Regions from separate parts of the Ovis aries genome. Here region 2 is linked to region 1. The links are chromatin contacts, called in public Hi-C maps. All regions are on one chromosome and are shown on one strand. Each heading gives the region's core, a stretch centred on a gene start, on an enhancer-like site or on the middle of the called end of the contact. The rest is flanking DNA. Distances are from core to core; before and after follow the strand shown. Region 1 holds the start of UVSSA (UV stimulated scaffold protein A). Region 2 holds the start of LOC101105412 (transmembrane emp24 domain-containing protein 11).

Region 1 (7,823 bases), core at 1,979-4,478:
AGGTGCCCGGGGATCTAGGTCTTCCTGCGGCTACGGGGCCAGATGACCTCCAGCCTCCTCCTCACCCCCCGCCCCCACCACACTCCCAGAGCACGCCCTGTGACAGGGGTGCAGTGCTGGGCAAGGACCTGAGCTCTGCCTGGGAAGGAGCAGCAGGCTGGCTCGGGGTGGCGCCCCACTCCCCACAGCTCACCTTCCATCTCCCGCGCTGCCCACTGGGACCTCTCCTTGTAGATTCTGTCCAAGTGCTTCTGTCTCTCTTCTGCTCGCTTTCTTTCTGCCAGAGTGCGAGCGTCCACGTCCTGGAAGTCTACCTGAGAAGTTTAGGTAAAGGTCAGGTCCAGCTACAAAAAATCTAACGAAAACGTGACTTGCAACCAGGCCTAACAGCAGGCGCAGCAGCGCAGCTCTGCTCAGGAGCTACAGGCCAAAGCGCTGTGGCCTCAGGCTCACGCGTGCTGCTTTAACACGCAAGGCAACACCCTCGACGGGAACACTAAACCCCCAGAATGAACACAGCCGCCGGCGCCTCCTAGTCAAGTCAGGTCAAAAGGCTTCTAGCCACACACACGCCGCAGTGGGAAGGGAGGCTGCTGGCCAGACCCAGAGGCCTGAGGACGCTCGAGGGGACCCCAGGGGGCAGCGGGAAGGGCAGCAGCCACAGGCCTGGAGTGGGTGGGGAGGGAGGGGCAGTAACCGGTCCTAGCAGGTGTCGGCCACCCAGACTGGCTGGGCCCAAGCGCAGAGCCTGGCAGAGAAACGAGCTGTGTCTGAGCAGATGGCTCTCACGCTCCTGTTCACCTTGTGGAAACCAGGGCCAAAGGCTCAGCCCCACCTACACGTGGGGACGAGCTGAGGCCCTTCCCTCACAGCTGCTCCTCCGGCTCCAGGCCACCCCCTGCCCAGACCGCACGGGCCGGTGGTGCAGTGCAAGGCCTGCCCACCTGTTTGCTGTGCTTTAGGAAGTGGAAGCCCAGGGCCAGCTTCTTATAGGCCGCACCGTACTTCTCATTCCAGCCATGGACGGCCCGGGTGGCCGCTTGCCTCAGCCTCTGCGCCACCTCCCTGGGGGGCGGCAGGGGCCGCTCATGGTCAGTACCCAGCGTGAGCTCCAGGAACTCCTGGAAGTTGGAAATGACCAGTGTCCTGAACTGGTGAGACCTGGCGAAGAGCTGGCCCAGGACCTGGAAGGCGGACAGGCGGATCTCTGCATGCTCCTGGCTCAGCTGGGCCATCAGCAGGTGGTAGGCATGGCCAAGCAGCTCTTCCGAAGACCTGGAGACACAGCCGCAGTGGCAGGGACGCGGGCACTTCCAGAGCCATTTGCCCTTCCCCCAGGGCAGACCAGCACTGCCCACGTGCCAACCCTGGCCCTGCCCATTGCCGGATAGCCCACAAGGCGAGCTTTTAACTACTTTCATGAAGACAAACAGAAAAAAACATTCCCTGACACAAGGAAACGCTGTGAAGCTCAGGGTCAGGGCGCACGGTTTCACGGGACCCAGCCAGGCGCTGTCATTTATTCGGGGGCTGACCGCCCATCCACAGCCGGGTGCCTGGGAGCCTGAAGGACTCTTGGCCCGCCCAGCTAGCAGCGGTGCAGAGACCCCACCCCAAGGGGAGACCACCCCCAGCCCCCTGGAAAGCTCTGTAGCCTTCTGGGAGCTACCCCAGGAGGCGTGCACACCGCAACCCCTCTCTCGTTCCTCTTCCCAGCTACCCTCACGCTCCCCACCCTGCATGCCCTGCTCTTTGGGGGTTTTCGGGGAATGCAACAAAGCCTGGCCTGAGTCACCGTTTTTAACCAAAGTGTAAATTCTTGTCACTGAAACGATCATGTAAGTTCTGTTCTGTGAACATAAGGCAAGGATCACCAGCAGAGTTCCTCGCTTCTGCTGCTGGTGCTGAGAGGCTCTTGGGTGAGAGCAGTGTCCAAAGACAGGACAAGAGTCCACCCATGTGACCTCTAACCTTCCTCCCACACGTGTTCCAACACTGAGTAACCCTTCAATCGTACACGTGCGCTCAAGGTTAGGCATCCACACAGAGAACTGAACAGACCTGTTCTTCCTAAGGCTGCACACCCCTGCCTCGAACTGCTGCCCCAGAACAGGACCGAGCACTGCAGGGCCCTGGGGAGATGTCCTGGGGAGATGTCCTGGGGGGTGTTCCTTTGCTGGTTCTTCCCCAGCAGGGAAGCTGACCCCAGGGTAGCCCCACATTCTCCTAGGGTTGGCACAGACTTGCTGAGACAGAGCCTTAAGACATACTTGCAAATTTTCTTCAGTTGCTTCATTTTCTCAGGGTTCAATTGGGGCTCTCCTGAAGTTGTGAGCTCTTCAACCAACTCTGAAAGTTTCTGATCCATATCTAGAAACAGGAAACGCAGAGACGCTAAACGACCACCTAGTATTTCACAGCTCTGGGTTTTATTAGATGTCGCTGGGTTCCACTGTGTGTCAGGCACAGGGTATCGGCACAACGCTGAGGGGGTCCTTGAGACCTGGCCTCTGTGACATGACCCCCTGATACTGAAACAATTCAAGGTGAGATTCCGGGCCGGGTCAACAAGACATTTTTGATGGTAATTAGCAAAAGGGCAACAAGAGACCGGGGCTCTGCAGGTCTACAATCCGAGAGCCACGGAGCACGCAGTCACGCTCGGCGGGAAGGCAAGGACCAGAACGGCTGAATTACACTCAAGCTAGCTTTCCCGCAGGACTGCAGGCGCACCTCTTTCCTCGCCAGCTCGACCATCCCTCCGAAAGCCACAGGGTGGCCTCTAGACCCGCAGGGCGAGCTGCTGCATCTCGACCTGCTCGCGGGCAGCCGCCCGAGGCGGGTATGGAGGGGGCCGGGGGGCCGCGCCGCAGGGGGAGGGCCGGCGTCGGGGGCAGCGAGGACGCCCGGCGCTCCGCCGCGTCTCCCACCAGCAGTAACGTCTGCCGTCGCCGACGCTGGGCCGCCGGGGCGGGCCCGCCCTCCGGGGCAGAGCCCCAGCGCCCCGCCGCCCTCGGGCCAGTCAGGGCCGACGAGCCCCGGCCCTGAAGTCCGCGGCGCGGCCGGACCGAAGAGGGCGGCGTCCAGCGCAGGGCGCGCCGGGGGCACCACGGGGCGGGGGACGGAGGAGGCGCCCCCGAGAGAAGGCTGCGCTCCGACCCCGGCCCGCCAGGCCGCCCCTCAGCTCCACCTACCGCGCTCCCTGCCGCTCGCCTCAGCCCACCCTTCCGGCGAAGGGCCCGCCCCCCGTCACGTGCCCCGGATCGCGACAGTCATTGGCCCGCCCCAGCCCGGCGGCGCGCGGGGAAGGTCGCAGCGGCCGAAGCCCCGTCTAACCCGCTTGGCGGCAGCTCTCTGCTTAGCCCGCCCCTTCCGGCGCAGGCCCCGCCCCCTCCTGTCACGTGACCCCCAGCGTGGCGAGCAGTGGCCCGCCTGGACCCCGAGGCGTGGACGTGCGGTCAGAGCCGAGACCTGCGCGGTGACGCAGGCGCGCTCCCGGCCGAAGGCGCGCGCGCGGGGGAAGGGGAGGGGGGCGGGTCTGACGACGCGCGAGAAAGAAGGAGGCGGGCGGGCGCGGCAAGGCCTTAAAGGGACCGTGTGCTCGTGGGCTGGGCCGGGCCCGACTGCGGGTGCGCGCTCGGCTTTCCGGCGTCGGCCCGGAAGCGTGGCGGCTCCGCGCGCCGGGCCGCCTGGTGGGCGCGCTTCTCCCTGCCGGCGCTGCCCAGAGGGCTCCCCGGGCCGGGTCCTGGGCGGACGCGCCAGCCGTCCCCGAGAGGTGGTGCCCCCGCTGGCAGCGCCCTCCCCGGTCCGTGGGCGGCGCGGGGAGGCCGGCCCGGGGGACCCTCCCCGGAAGACCCGCCCGGGCTCGTGTGCCAGCCGCCCGCCGGCCGCACGTCCCGGGGCCGGGACCGGCGCGGGGCCGGGCGCAGGTCCTCCCGAGGCCGCGGCGGGGACGCCCCCAGGCCTGGCGGCTCCGGCGTGCTCGGACGCCCGCCGTGGCCGGGCCCTCGGGAGGCTCCGCGGGCCCGCGGCGCCCGCACGGACCGGCGAACGGCAGCTGGGCCGTGTGCGGGGGCCTGGGTCGGGCAGAAGGGGCCGACGGCGCCGCAGGCCAGCCGGCCCAGCGCCTCCGCGGGCGGCGGTGCCCGACGCGCCGGGCTCCCGTCTCGGGACGGAGAACAGGGCGCCGCTTGGGCCGTGTGGTAGCGCTGACACAGAAGGCCCAGAAGAGGGGACCCCGAGCGGAGGGAGGAGCGGGGGCCCGGGATCGGAGCGGGGGGTGGTTGCCCAGCCTCGTCTCCGTGTTGAAATGTCGAGCTGTATCTTTGGAAAGGGTGCTCTTGTGGTACGTGAATTACATCTTAATAAATAGCTGTTAAGAAAGGGGGGCGGGAAGGAACGAAAAACGAGACAAAACGAATTAAGAAGCGAAAGAAGAAATGAGCGCCGGCCTCCCTGCGCAGGCCCCCGCCTCTGGTCTCCCTTCTGTGGCTACAGGGTGTTTCCCTTGCGAGGAGGACCCCCTCTCTCCAGGTCCCCTCCCCGGACTCGCCTCCACGGCCCTGGCCGCCCAGCTCCTGGAGACCTGAGTCTGCCCCACCGCCCGCTCGTCTCAGCTGATGGAGGCTCCTCTGTCCTTCCAAGCGCTTGGGCCAATGACCCAGGAGGCCCCCTGGACCCCTCTTCCTTTCCCACAGCCCAGATGTCCGGACAGCCCCACCTTCAGGGGGAATTCAGAATCTGCGTACTTGGTCGCCCTGCGGCCACCGCCAGGTCCCTGCCGCATACCCTCAGCCGGTCAGCGCAGTCACCTCTACCCTCCTGCCCCCTAGAGACCATTCACCTCGCAGCAGCCAGGGGGCCCCCTAGAAGCTGAAGTCAGATCGTGTGATCCCCTCGCCCCTTCAGTGGCTCCCGGCCCAGGGTGAAGCCAGAACCTTTAACAGACCACGGGGCCTTCCGGGTCTGTCTGTGCGGCTCACCCAGCCACCTCCTTCCTGCTCTCCCTGCCCCTGCAGCCGGCAGGGCTTCCGGAAGCCACCCCATGCCTTCAAGGCTATGCATCCTGCCTGGCATGTCTTGCTTCAGCCTCTCACCTCCCTTGGTGTAACAGGACTGCCCTGGCCCAGCCCCCACCTGCGCTTTCTTTCTGGCTGTGTTGGGTTCTGGCTGTGTTGGGTCCTGGTGGACACATGGGTCTTTCTCTGGTTGCAGTTCACAGCTTCTCATCATCGTGGAGCACAGGCTCCGGGTGTGCAGGCTTCAGTACTTGTGGCTCCCAGGCTCTAAACACAGCTCGGTACTGGGGACACACCGCTGTATTGCTCTGCGGCCTGTGGAACCCTCTGGCCCAGGGATCAAACCTGTGTCTCCTGCACTCGCAGGCAGATGCTCTACTACAGAGCCACCAGGGAAGCCGCCCTGCCTGCCTGTCCTGGACTTGGTCCACTTTGTCCCACAGTGCTTGTAACCTCACACAGCCTTGTAATCTCATCCGTGGTCCACGGGAGAAGGGATGGCAGCCACTTCAGTATTCTTGCCTTGAGAACCCCATGAAAAGGCAAAATGATAACATACCAAAAGAGGAACTCCCCAGGTCATTAGGTGCCCAACACGCTCCTGGAGATCAGTGGAGTAATAACTCCAGAAAGAATGAAGGGATGGAGCCAAAGCAAAAACAATACCCAGCTGTGGATGTGACTGGTGATAAAAGCAAGATCCGATGCTGTAAAGAGCAATGTTGCATTGGAGCCTGGAATGTCAGGTCCATGAGTCACAGCAAATTGGAAGTGGTCAAACAAGGGATGGCAAGGGTGAATGTCGACATTCTAGGAATCAGCAAACTAAAATGGACTGGAATGGGTGAATTTAACTCAGATGACCATTATATCTACTACTGCAGGCAGGAATCCCTCAGAAGAAATGGAGTAGCCATCATGGTCAACAGAAGAGTCCGAAATGCAGTACTTGGATGCAATCTCAAAAACGGCAGAATGATCTCTGTTCGTCTCCAAGGCAAACCATTCAATATCACAGTTATCCAAGTCTATGCCCCAACCAGTAATGCTGAAGAAGCTGAAGTTGAACGGTTTTATGAAGACCTACAAGACCTTTTAGAACTAACACCCCAAAAAGATGTCCTTTTCATTATAGGGGACTGGAATGCAAAAGTAGGAAGTCAGGAAACACCTGGAGTAACAGGCAAATTTGGCCTTGGAATGCGGAATGAAGCAGGGCAAAGACTAATAGAGTTTTGCCAAGAAAATGCACTGGTCATAGCAAACACCCTCTTCCAACAACACAAGAGAAGACTCTACACATGGACATCACCAGATGGTCAACACCGAAATCAGATTGATTATATTCTCTGCAGCAAAAGATGGAGAAGCTCTATACAGTCAACAAACACAAGACCAGGAGCTGACTGTGGCTCAGATCATGAACACCTTATTACCAAATTCAGACTCAAATCGAAGAAGGTAGGGAAAACCGCTAGACCATTCTGGTATGACCTCAATCAAATCCCTTATGATTATACAGTGGAAGTGAGAAATAGATTTAAGGGCCTAGATCTGATAGATAGAGTGCCTGATGAACTATGGAATGAGGTTCGTGACATTGTACAGGAGACAGGGATCAAGACCATCTCCATGGGAAAGAAATGCAAAAAAGCAAAATGGTTGTCTGGAGAGGCCTTACAAATAGCTGTGAAAAGAAGAGAGGCGAAAAGCAAAGGAGACAAGGAAAGATATAAGCATCTGAATGCAGAGTTCTAAAGAATAGCAAGAAGAGATAAGAAAGCCTTCAGCGATCAATGCAAAGAAATAGAGGAAAACAACAGAATGGGAAAGACTAGAGATCTCTTCAAGAAAATCAGAGATACCAAGGGAACATTTCCTGCAAAGATGGGCTCGATAAAGGACAGAAATGGTCTGGACCTAACAGAAGCAGAAGATATTAAGAAGAGGTGGCAAGAATACACAGAAGAACTGTACAAAAAGGATCTTCACGACCCGGATAATCACGATGATGTGATCACTCATCTAGAGCCAGACATCCTGGAATGTGAAGTCAAGTAGGCCTTAGAAAGCATCCCTATGAACAAAGCTAGTGGAGGTGATGGAATTCCAGTGGAGCTGTTTCAAATCCTGAAAGATGATGTTGTGAAAGTGCTGCACTCAATATGCCAGCAAATTTGGAAAACTCAGCAGTGGCCACAGGACTGGAAAAGGTCAGTTTTCACTCCAATTCCAAAGAAAGGCAATGCAAGATAATGTTCAAAACTTCACAATTGCACTCATCTCACATGCTAGTAAAGTAATGCTCAAAATTCTCCAAGCCAGGCTTCAGCAATACGTGAACTGTGAACTCCCTGATGTTCAAGCTGGTTTTAGAAAAGGCAGAGGAACCAGAGATCAAATTGCCAACATCCCCTGGATCATTGAAAAAGCAAGAGAGTTCCAGAAAAACATCTATTTCTGCTTTATTGACTATGCCAAGGTCTTTGACTGTGTGGATCACAATAAACTGTGGAAAATTCTGAAAGAGATGGGAATACCAGACCACCTAACCTGCCTCTTGAGAAATCTGTATGCAGGTCAGGAAGCAACAGTTAGAAGTGGACATGGAACAACAGACTGGTTCCAAATAGGAAAAGGAGTACGTCAAGGCTGTATATTGTCACCCTGCTTATTTAACTTCTGTGCAGAGTTCATCATGAGAAAGGCTGGACTGGAAGAAACACAAGCTGGAATCAAGATTGCCAGGAGAAATATCAATAACCTCAGATATGTAGATGACACCACCGTTATGGCAGAAAGTGA
Region 2 (7,823 bases), core at 1,995-4,494, 190 kb after region 1:
CCCGGGCCTCACCTGCTCGCTCCCCCCACCTGGCCTCTCTCTCTCTCCGGGGCAGGCACCCCTGTAATGAATCACTTGTGCTTGAGTCCTTGGCTTGGGCAGGGGCGAGGCTTCAGAGGCTCCCAGGCCTCACGCTCCCGTGCAGTGAGGAGTGACGGTCCTCCTCCTCCTCCTCGACTCCCTCCTCCTCCACCTCCTGGTCTCCGGGAAGCTTTGCACTTGGAGGAAAGAAGCTGAAGAACCCCAGGAGCTGGCCCAGGGCCAGAGTCACGTCCAGGGACATTTCAGAAGGGAGCGACCAGGACCCAGACTTCAGCGCTTCTGAATTCTAATTCTCTTTTCTTGGCCGGGCCACGGGGCACGCAGGGTCTTTGTTCCTCGACCAAGGACTGCCCCCGACGGTGGAAGTGGAGGCCTAAGGGCTGGACCTCCAAGGAGTTCCCGCCTTGCTTTCCTTTTAACGAATTCTCCCGCACGTGGTCACTGCGCTGCATGGCACCTCTCCCCTCGCTTGGCGCCTGCCTTTGTAGAAACTCACAGCCCGCTTTAAAGTGTCCGTGGGGACCAGCAAGCAGGTGGCCACACTGCCTGTCCGGCGGCCACGGAGCTGGTGCTCCTGGAGTCCCTCGTCCCTCTCCTCTCCCTCCCCCGAGACACCTTGCTGCCCAAGTTCATCAAAAAACCTAGAGCTTGTTTTTAAAGAGCATCGCTGGACGGCATCACTGACTCAGTGGACGCGAGTCTGAGTGAACTCCGGGAGGTGGTGATGGACAGGGAGGCCTGGCAGGCTGCGGTTCATGGGGTCCCAAAGAGTCGGACACGCCTGAGCGACTGAACTGAACCGAACTGAAGAAGAGCTAAGAGAAGCAGAGCAAAGGGACACGACAGGTTCGACTGAAGTTTCCAAACAAGCCTCTGGGGCCAGGGTTTTGTGCCGTGTGGGCTGCAGTGCCCACCTGCCTCAGGCCCCTCCAGACGCCAGGGATCCGAGGACCCAGGTCCCAGAGAAGCTCTCTGCTCCCCCGGCCTCTCCTGGGAACACCGTGATTCTGCCAGCAGAGCGGGTGTGCGAGGAAGACCACGCCTCTGCTCCCAAGGGGCCAGCACAGAGGACTGTCCCGCGGTCAGGGGAGGAGGCCTGGAATGGCCAGGGGCGGGCAGAAAGGCTCTGAGTCCACGCCCGGCGGGCGACTCAAAGCCCGGCCCTAGACGCGGCTGCACACCCACGGGTCAGAAAACAGGAAGTAGCTGGGGTGCCGACAGGTGTAGGCCCCCGGCTCCAGGCCTAGCCCTCACCCCGACACACGTGGCGCCCCCAGAAGATGAACACACGCCCAGCCTGGATCTGGTACACGCAGGACTCGCCCAACAGAAACGCACAGGCGCTCAGGAGATCCTTAAGAGCAGCGCGACACGAAAGGGCCCACACCAGGTCCCTGGAGTGCCCAGGCTGGCGAGGGGGAGAGTCAGTCATCCGTTCACGGGACAGGACACTGCACGGCAGCGACGGGGCGGTGGGCACCTGGGCCGCACGGGAGGCCCCTGCACGCAGGCTGAGTGCACTCACGGGGGGACACGCAGGGGACGGAGAACAGGCACAACACGCTGCGTCTTCACGGGTCGGAGGGCTGGGCGTGGTGCTGAGGGGCACCGGGCGTCTGGAGGCTGGCTGGGACCTGGCCGCAGACTTGGTGGTGACTGCTGGTTGGCTGGGCCCGACGGGGCGTGGGGCGCCTCCGCCTGGTGTCAGCGGCCTGGGGCTCCCCCCCTCCCTCTGCACAGAAAGAACCTCAGCCAGCTTCACAGGCTGGAAGGAAGCCAAGGCACCCGGGAGCCTGGGGCACCTGGAAAGGGCCGCTCTGCGTCCTCGGTGACCTCGAAAGCACCTGCCTTCGGGCCAGGCTGCTCCCGGGCTGCGTGGACGGCTGGTCTGAGCAACCCCGCACAGCAGCCATCCTGGCTGCAGCCCTGCCCCCCGACACGGTGGGGCCAGTTCCTGTCTGCAGAGCTCTGGGCTCAGCGCTGGACATGACATGGTTCTCTCTTCAGCTCTCTGAACAGACCTCAGTCAAGCTACAGAAGAGCATTTAAGGACATACAAGGATGGCTGCAAAAAGCTGGTGGAAAAATCAAATCAGAGTTGTGCAGTATGACCTCATTTTTTACGAAATATACTGTGTGTCCCCGTGGGGAAAGGCTAGAAGGGTAAAACTGAGCACCAGAAGCCTGTGGTGGGGGCTTTTACTTTCTGAAATTCCCACCACGGCTGCGTCTCACTTGTCCAGCTCAAATGGCCCTGGGTGCCAGCCTCCAGGACTTGAGTCTGGAGCAGAAGACACAGCTGCCTTGGGGCGGGGAGGGGGAGCTGAGAGCCTCAGCAGGCGTACCTTGGCGGGGGTGGGGTGGGGTGTGGGGGAGGGCAGCCTGGCTCCCCGCCAGGGCCGCTGACTAGAGCTCCAGGAGGAGGGGCGCCTGGAGGGCAAGGTCAGTGCAGGTCTGCAGGCGGGGTTAGCACGCGCCACACGGCTGGGGCCAGGAGGCGTGAGACCAGGGCCGAGCCTGAGAGAATCAGCCTGTGCCGGTTTCCCTCGTTTTCAGGGCTTCCCTGGGGGCTCAGTGGTAAAGAACGCACATGTCAATACAGGAGAGTCAAGTTTGATCCTTGGGTCAGGAAGATCCCCTGGAGAAGGGCATTGCACCCCACTCTAGAATTCTTGCCTGGCAAATCCCATGAATGGAGCAGCCTGGTGGGCTACAGTCCATGGAGTCTCAGAGTCGGGCACGATGCAGTGATTGAGCGCACACGCTCCTGTTGCGGGCTGGAGGGCGTTGATAAGTCAGTAAGCTCTTCAGCTCACGCCCTCCTCCGCTGTAAACGTGGGTATTATTGTACCGACTTTGCAGAGTTGCAGAACCTAATGGGAGTTGACAGGAAACACCGCATGTGAAAAGCCCAACAACTAAGGAATAGTTCATCGAGGGCTTGCGTCAGGCTCACCATGTGTTACGCTCTGCATTAAGCCGTGTGCCCACGGTCGCTGGGTCGTCACACCGCAGGGGGCTGGTCATCGAGGCGGCCGGCTCCGCGCGCCCCCCAGCGGTGCTGCTCTCCTGCCACCTGGCGGCGGCCGCGGGGCATGACGCCTCCCGGGGCCAGGAACCCCGGGCCGTGGGCTCACGGCCGCTCAGAGTCCTTCCCTCAACACGTACCAGGGACACGTCCAGTTCAGTTCAGTTCAGTCGCTCAGTCGTGTCCGACTTTTTGAGACCCCACGGACTGCAGCAAGCCAGGCCTCCCTGTCCATCACCAACTCCCAGAGCTTGCTCAAACTCATCCATCGAGTCGGTGATGCCATCCAGCCATCTCATCCTCTGTCGTCCCCTTCTCCTGCCGCCTTCAGTCTTTCCCAGCATCAGGCTCTTCTCAAATGAGTCAGCTCTTCACACCAGGCGGCCAGAGTATTGGAGTTTCAGCTTCAGCATCAGTCCTTCCAATGAACATTCAGGACAGACTTCCAGTCACCCCACAGACCTCACCAAGCTTCGACCTCCCTCTGCAGCAGGCAGGGGGCCTGCAGAAGAGGACACGGCGTGCCTCCAGGCCCGGGGTGGGGGCGGCTCGCAGACAGGACGAGCATGGGTGGCGAGTGTGGGAACGGTGGCCACAGCAGGGCCCTGGGGGGCAGGAGGGCGGCTGCTGACGGGCCCAGGGGCAGGCGGCGGGGGGGGGGCGGGCAGCCAGGGGCCAGGGTGCTCCTGGTGAAAGCGGGTCCGTGTGGGCGAGGTGGGAGGCACGGAAGGAGGCCCCCAGGAGACCCAGGCGCCCTGGTCCTCTGGGAGGACGGGAACCACGAGGCAGACGTTTCCAGGTGCCCGGGGGCCAGGAAAGCCACCTGCCTGGCCGTGCGCTCCTCCAGGAGCACTCAGCAGCTTCAGCAAAGGCGCCGGGGCAGGCTCGGGGCTTTGTTGCCCAGCTTGGTGAGACGCCCGTGCACACCTGAAGCGCAGTGTGTACCCTGCCGTCCGGGGAGACGCGCGGGGACGCCAAGCAGGCACAGCGGCGGTGCGAGTCAGCTCCTCCGCGGCCAGCAGCCCCACCACGCCGAGGAGTGCGGGCGGCCCTCAGGGAGCGGTGGACTTGTCCACGCCTCTTTCAGCGGTTTTGCTTCAGGTTATTTTGATGCGTTTAGGATGGTTGTCTTCGTACTGAACTGGCCCCTTTGCCATCGCATAAGGCCCCTCTGTGTCCTTGGTGACTCTCTTTGCTGTGGGGTCTTCTTTATTTGGTATTTATGGAGCCACACGAGCTTTCTTTTGATTGTTGCAATGATACATCTTTTTTATCCTTTTACTTTTAACCTATCTCCCTTCAACTGTCAAATAACTTTTTTTTTTTTTTTAACACGGAAGAGAAAATTCTATTGTGGTTTCCCTTCCCTGGGGTTGACCTGCCCGTTTTTCCTCCTTCATTCCTGCTATTCCAAATTCTCTTACTATTGTCTCTGTTTTAAGAAGTTCCTTTAGCAATCTTTTTACAGCAGGTGTTCTAGTGAAAAGTCTTCCCAGTTTTCCTTGACCTTAGGAATACTCTGCCTTCATTCTGAAGGTATCTTTGGTGGGAATAGAATTGTTTGACAATTTCCTCTCCTTTCAGCACTTGGAAACGTGCCCCTTCCTTCTGGCTTCCATGTTCTGATGAGAGGCCTGCTGTTACTCAGGTCGTTTTCCCTCAGCAATGAAGTTTCTCTCTGGCTATTTTCCATAGGTCTTTTTTTTTTTTTCCTTTGGTCCTAAGAAGTTTAATCTTGCCATGTCTGGTGGTGAATCTGGGAAGTCTGGCCTTGCAGGGTTGTTTAGCCTCTTGAGTCTGTGGGCGTCTCTCACCCGGTTTGGGGAGTCGCTCACCCTCACTTCTCATGTGTTCACTCAGCCCCTCACTCTCTCCTCTCCTCCCGACTCACAAATCCTAGACCTTCAGCTCTTGCCCCGAGGGCTCATGGGCTCGTTTGAGGTTCTTCTCTGTCCCCATGTCTTCTCTATCCATTGACCAGATTTGATTATTTCATTGATCTAGTTTCAAGCTCGCCAAGTCTTCCCTCTCATCTCTCTTTTACTGAGTCCATTCACTTGCAGATACTGTGCTTTTTCTAAGGTTCCTTTTTTCCCTTTATGTCTCTGCTCTTTTTCTGAGACTCCCTACTTTTCCATTTAAGGGTGTTCAAGCTCACGGATGTGTTTTCATGCTGACTTTAAAACTCTTGTCAGATAATTTCAACTCTGCGTCATTTTGATGCCGGGTCTATGAGCCGTCTTTTCTCATGCAAGCTGGAGTTCTCTCAGTTCTTCGTACGGTATATAATTTTGTACCCTAGACGCTTTGAGTATTATGCTATGATATTGGTTCCTATTTAGACATTTTATGTTAGCCAGTGGTCAACCCATTTACGGCTTCTCAGGCGGCACTAGTGGTAAAGAACCTGGCTCCCAGTGCAGGAGCTGGAGAGACAGGGGTTCAGCCCCTAGGCTGGGAAGATGCCCTGGAGGAGGAAATGGCAACCCACTCCACTATTCTTGCCTGGAGAAGCCCACGGACAGAGGAGCCTGGAGGGCTACAGTCCACAGGGTCACAGAGAGTCGGACACGACCGAGCTGCTAAACGCCCACAGCCCACTTCGATTCGTGTGACACACCCCGACGTCAGTCTCTGGAGGCTCTCTACCACTTTCCGGGCCTGCCCTGCTCGTGCGCTGCTCAGAGGCCAACCTGAAACCCGGGTGTTTCCCACACCATGGTTGGGTTTGCAAAGGTTTTGCTGTGTTTGTTCTGGTTTGTGGCAAGCACAGGCTGCTCAGAGAGGGTGCCCAGAACACCCCATGCACAGATTAAAGATTGCTTCCTCCTGCTCCTGACTCTCTGTAACCCTCCCCTTCAAAGAGGACACGGCCCTTTACAGCGCTGGCGGGGCGCTGGCCCTCCAAGCAGTTAGAAAGTGACGCGTAACCTGCAGGGGGCCCCCCACGTCTGCGCGTCCACAGCCCCAGGTTCAGGAGCCGCGAGTCATGCAGCAATGTAGCGTCTCCTGCACTGAAGAAATCCCGCAGAGAACGCAAGCTGCCCTGCATGGCTCAACCCCATGCTGCTGGGGGTCAGCTGTCCTTTAGAGCCAGGGGGTCAGCCGACAGCTGCACGGTGAGCAGCTCCCTTCAAGGGCGTGACAGCGGCTGGAGGAGCTGAGGGCGGACGAGCAGCATGGGCAGCGTCCTCGTCCTCACAGAGGACAGACAGCAAGGAGACGCAGAGCGTCGAAGACGCCACGTGTGCTGTGAGAGGAAGCAAGTGGCAGGGCAGGGGCGTGGGGACGTGCACGGAACCTGTGGGGAAGTCAGGCAAGTCTCCTCCGACACTGCGCCAGAAGCAGGTAGGCGAAGCTACAGGAGGAGGGCAGAGGCAGGAGGCCCGTCCGCAAGGGGCGGTCCTGCCACAGGACAGTCACCCTTCAGGGGCAAAGCTTCTGTGGGCTCATTTTTCTCAGCAGACCTCGGAGAGATGCAATGCTGAGGTGTGCAGTGGCGAAGTGACTGGTGAACAACGATGAGAACCGCACCCAAAACTCTACATTCCAGAATCTTCCGACACCTCTGCAAGAGCTGATCACTAAGATAAGTTGCTGTTCAGTCGCTCAGTTGTGTCTGACTCTGTGACCCCATGGACTTCAGCACGCCAGGCTTCCCTGTCCTTCATTATCTCCTGGAGCTTGTTCAAATGCATGTCCACTGAGTCGGTGATGCCATCCAACCATCTTAACCTCTGCCACACCCTTCTATCCCCACCTTCAATCTTTCCCAGCATCAGGGTCTTTTCCAGTGAGTCAGCTCTTCGCATCAGGTGGCCAAAGTACTGGAGCTTCAGCTTCAGCATCAGTCCTTCCAATGAACACTCAGGACTGATCTCCTTTAGGATGGACTGGCTGGATCTCCTTGCAGCCCAAGGGACTCTCAAGAGTCTCCTGCAGCACCACAGTTCAAAGGCATCAATTCTTTGGCGCTCAGCCTTCTTTATGGTCCAACTCTCACATCTGTACATGACTAAGCTGTTCAAAATAGCAGCATTTTTCTGATTTGGATAGTTTGAAAACTTTGTTTCTCAGTAATCATGTATAACTATTAAATTATTTTTTAATAAATGTCATATCTTTGAAACAGGGAGTTTCAAGATACAACAATGGGACTTAGGCAGACACGACTTCCTTGAATCTGCTCCTGGTCTGGGAATGTTTGTGACCGTCACAACTTACAGCGATGAGGTAAAACACACTTTCTGTCTTGTTACTGAAATTGTACGTGCTCAACACCTAGCATTTCATTTTTAATGAGTGTGATCCTGACAAAGCACCACACCAAAACGCGGGACGTGCCCACAGTCGAGCTGAGCAGCAGGGACTATTCAAAGTGGAAGCTCAAGGCAATACAGAGGGTGGGCCCCACGCTCATGGACCTGAGGTTCTGCCACTCTTGCCGGGCAGAAGGAACCCACAGGCCGCATGTGCCTCTGGTCTTGCAGGAGCTGCAGCCTCACCCAGACACAAGGACCACTCAGGCCACCCGTCCCCCCTCCCATCCGGCGGGGTCTCTGCAGGGACGTGGCAGCCTCTGCGTCTGTCTCGCCTCCTAGGGCGCTTCCTTGCTGGGAGTCGGCAGGGGAGAAAAGGCACCAAGGTCGAAAGGGAAGAAGGTGGGCCTTGGGGTCAGGGCCAGGTGTCACTGCAGACGGCCACCTACAGGTTGGCTCTCGAGCAGCTGCCTCACTGCTTTAAGCCCCCGTCT

Evidence for each region. A called contact is a pair of places that touch in the nucleus more often than the background predicts.
Region 2: a contact with region 1 is called in a Hi-C map of liver, with 2.9 times the contacts expected there. The contact joins the promoter of LOC101105412 here to the promoter of UVSSA in region 1. A contact is called at or near these places in 2 of 16 Hi-C or Micro-C datasets (liver and tail adipose tissue).

What each region holds. Positions count from the first base shown.
Region 1 is chr6:117,773,463-117,781,285 of ARS-UI_Ramb_v3.0, forward strand. It overlaps UVSSA (UV stimulated scaffold protein A), which reads right to left and starts at 3,229. Exons shown (of 14, transcript XM_027971328.3): 1 at 3,195-3,229; 2 at 2,271-2,370; 3 at 945-1,275; 4 at 194-314. The coding sequence starts at 2,368.
Region 2 is chr6:117,962,870-117,970,692 of ARS-UI_Ramb_v3.0, forward strand. It overlaps LOC101105412 (transmembrane emp24 domain-containing protein 11), which reads left to right and starts at 3,245. Exons shown (of 4, transcript XM_015096676.4): 1 at 3,245-7,303. The coding sequence starts at 7,271.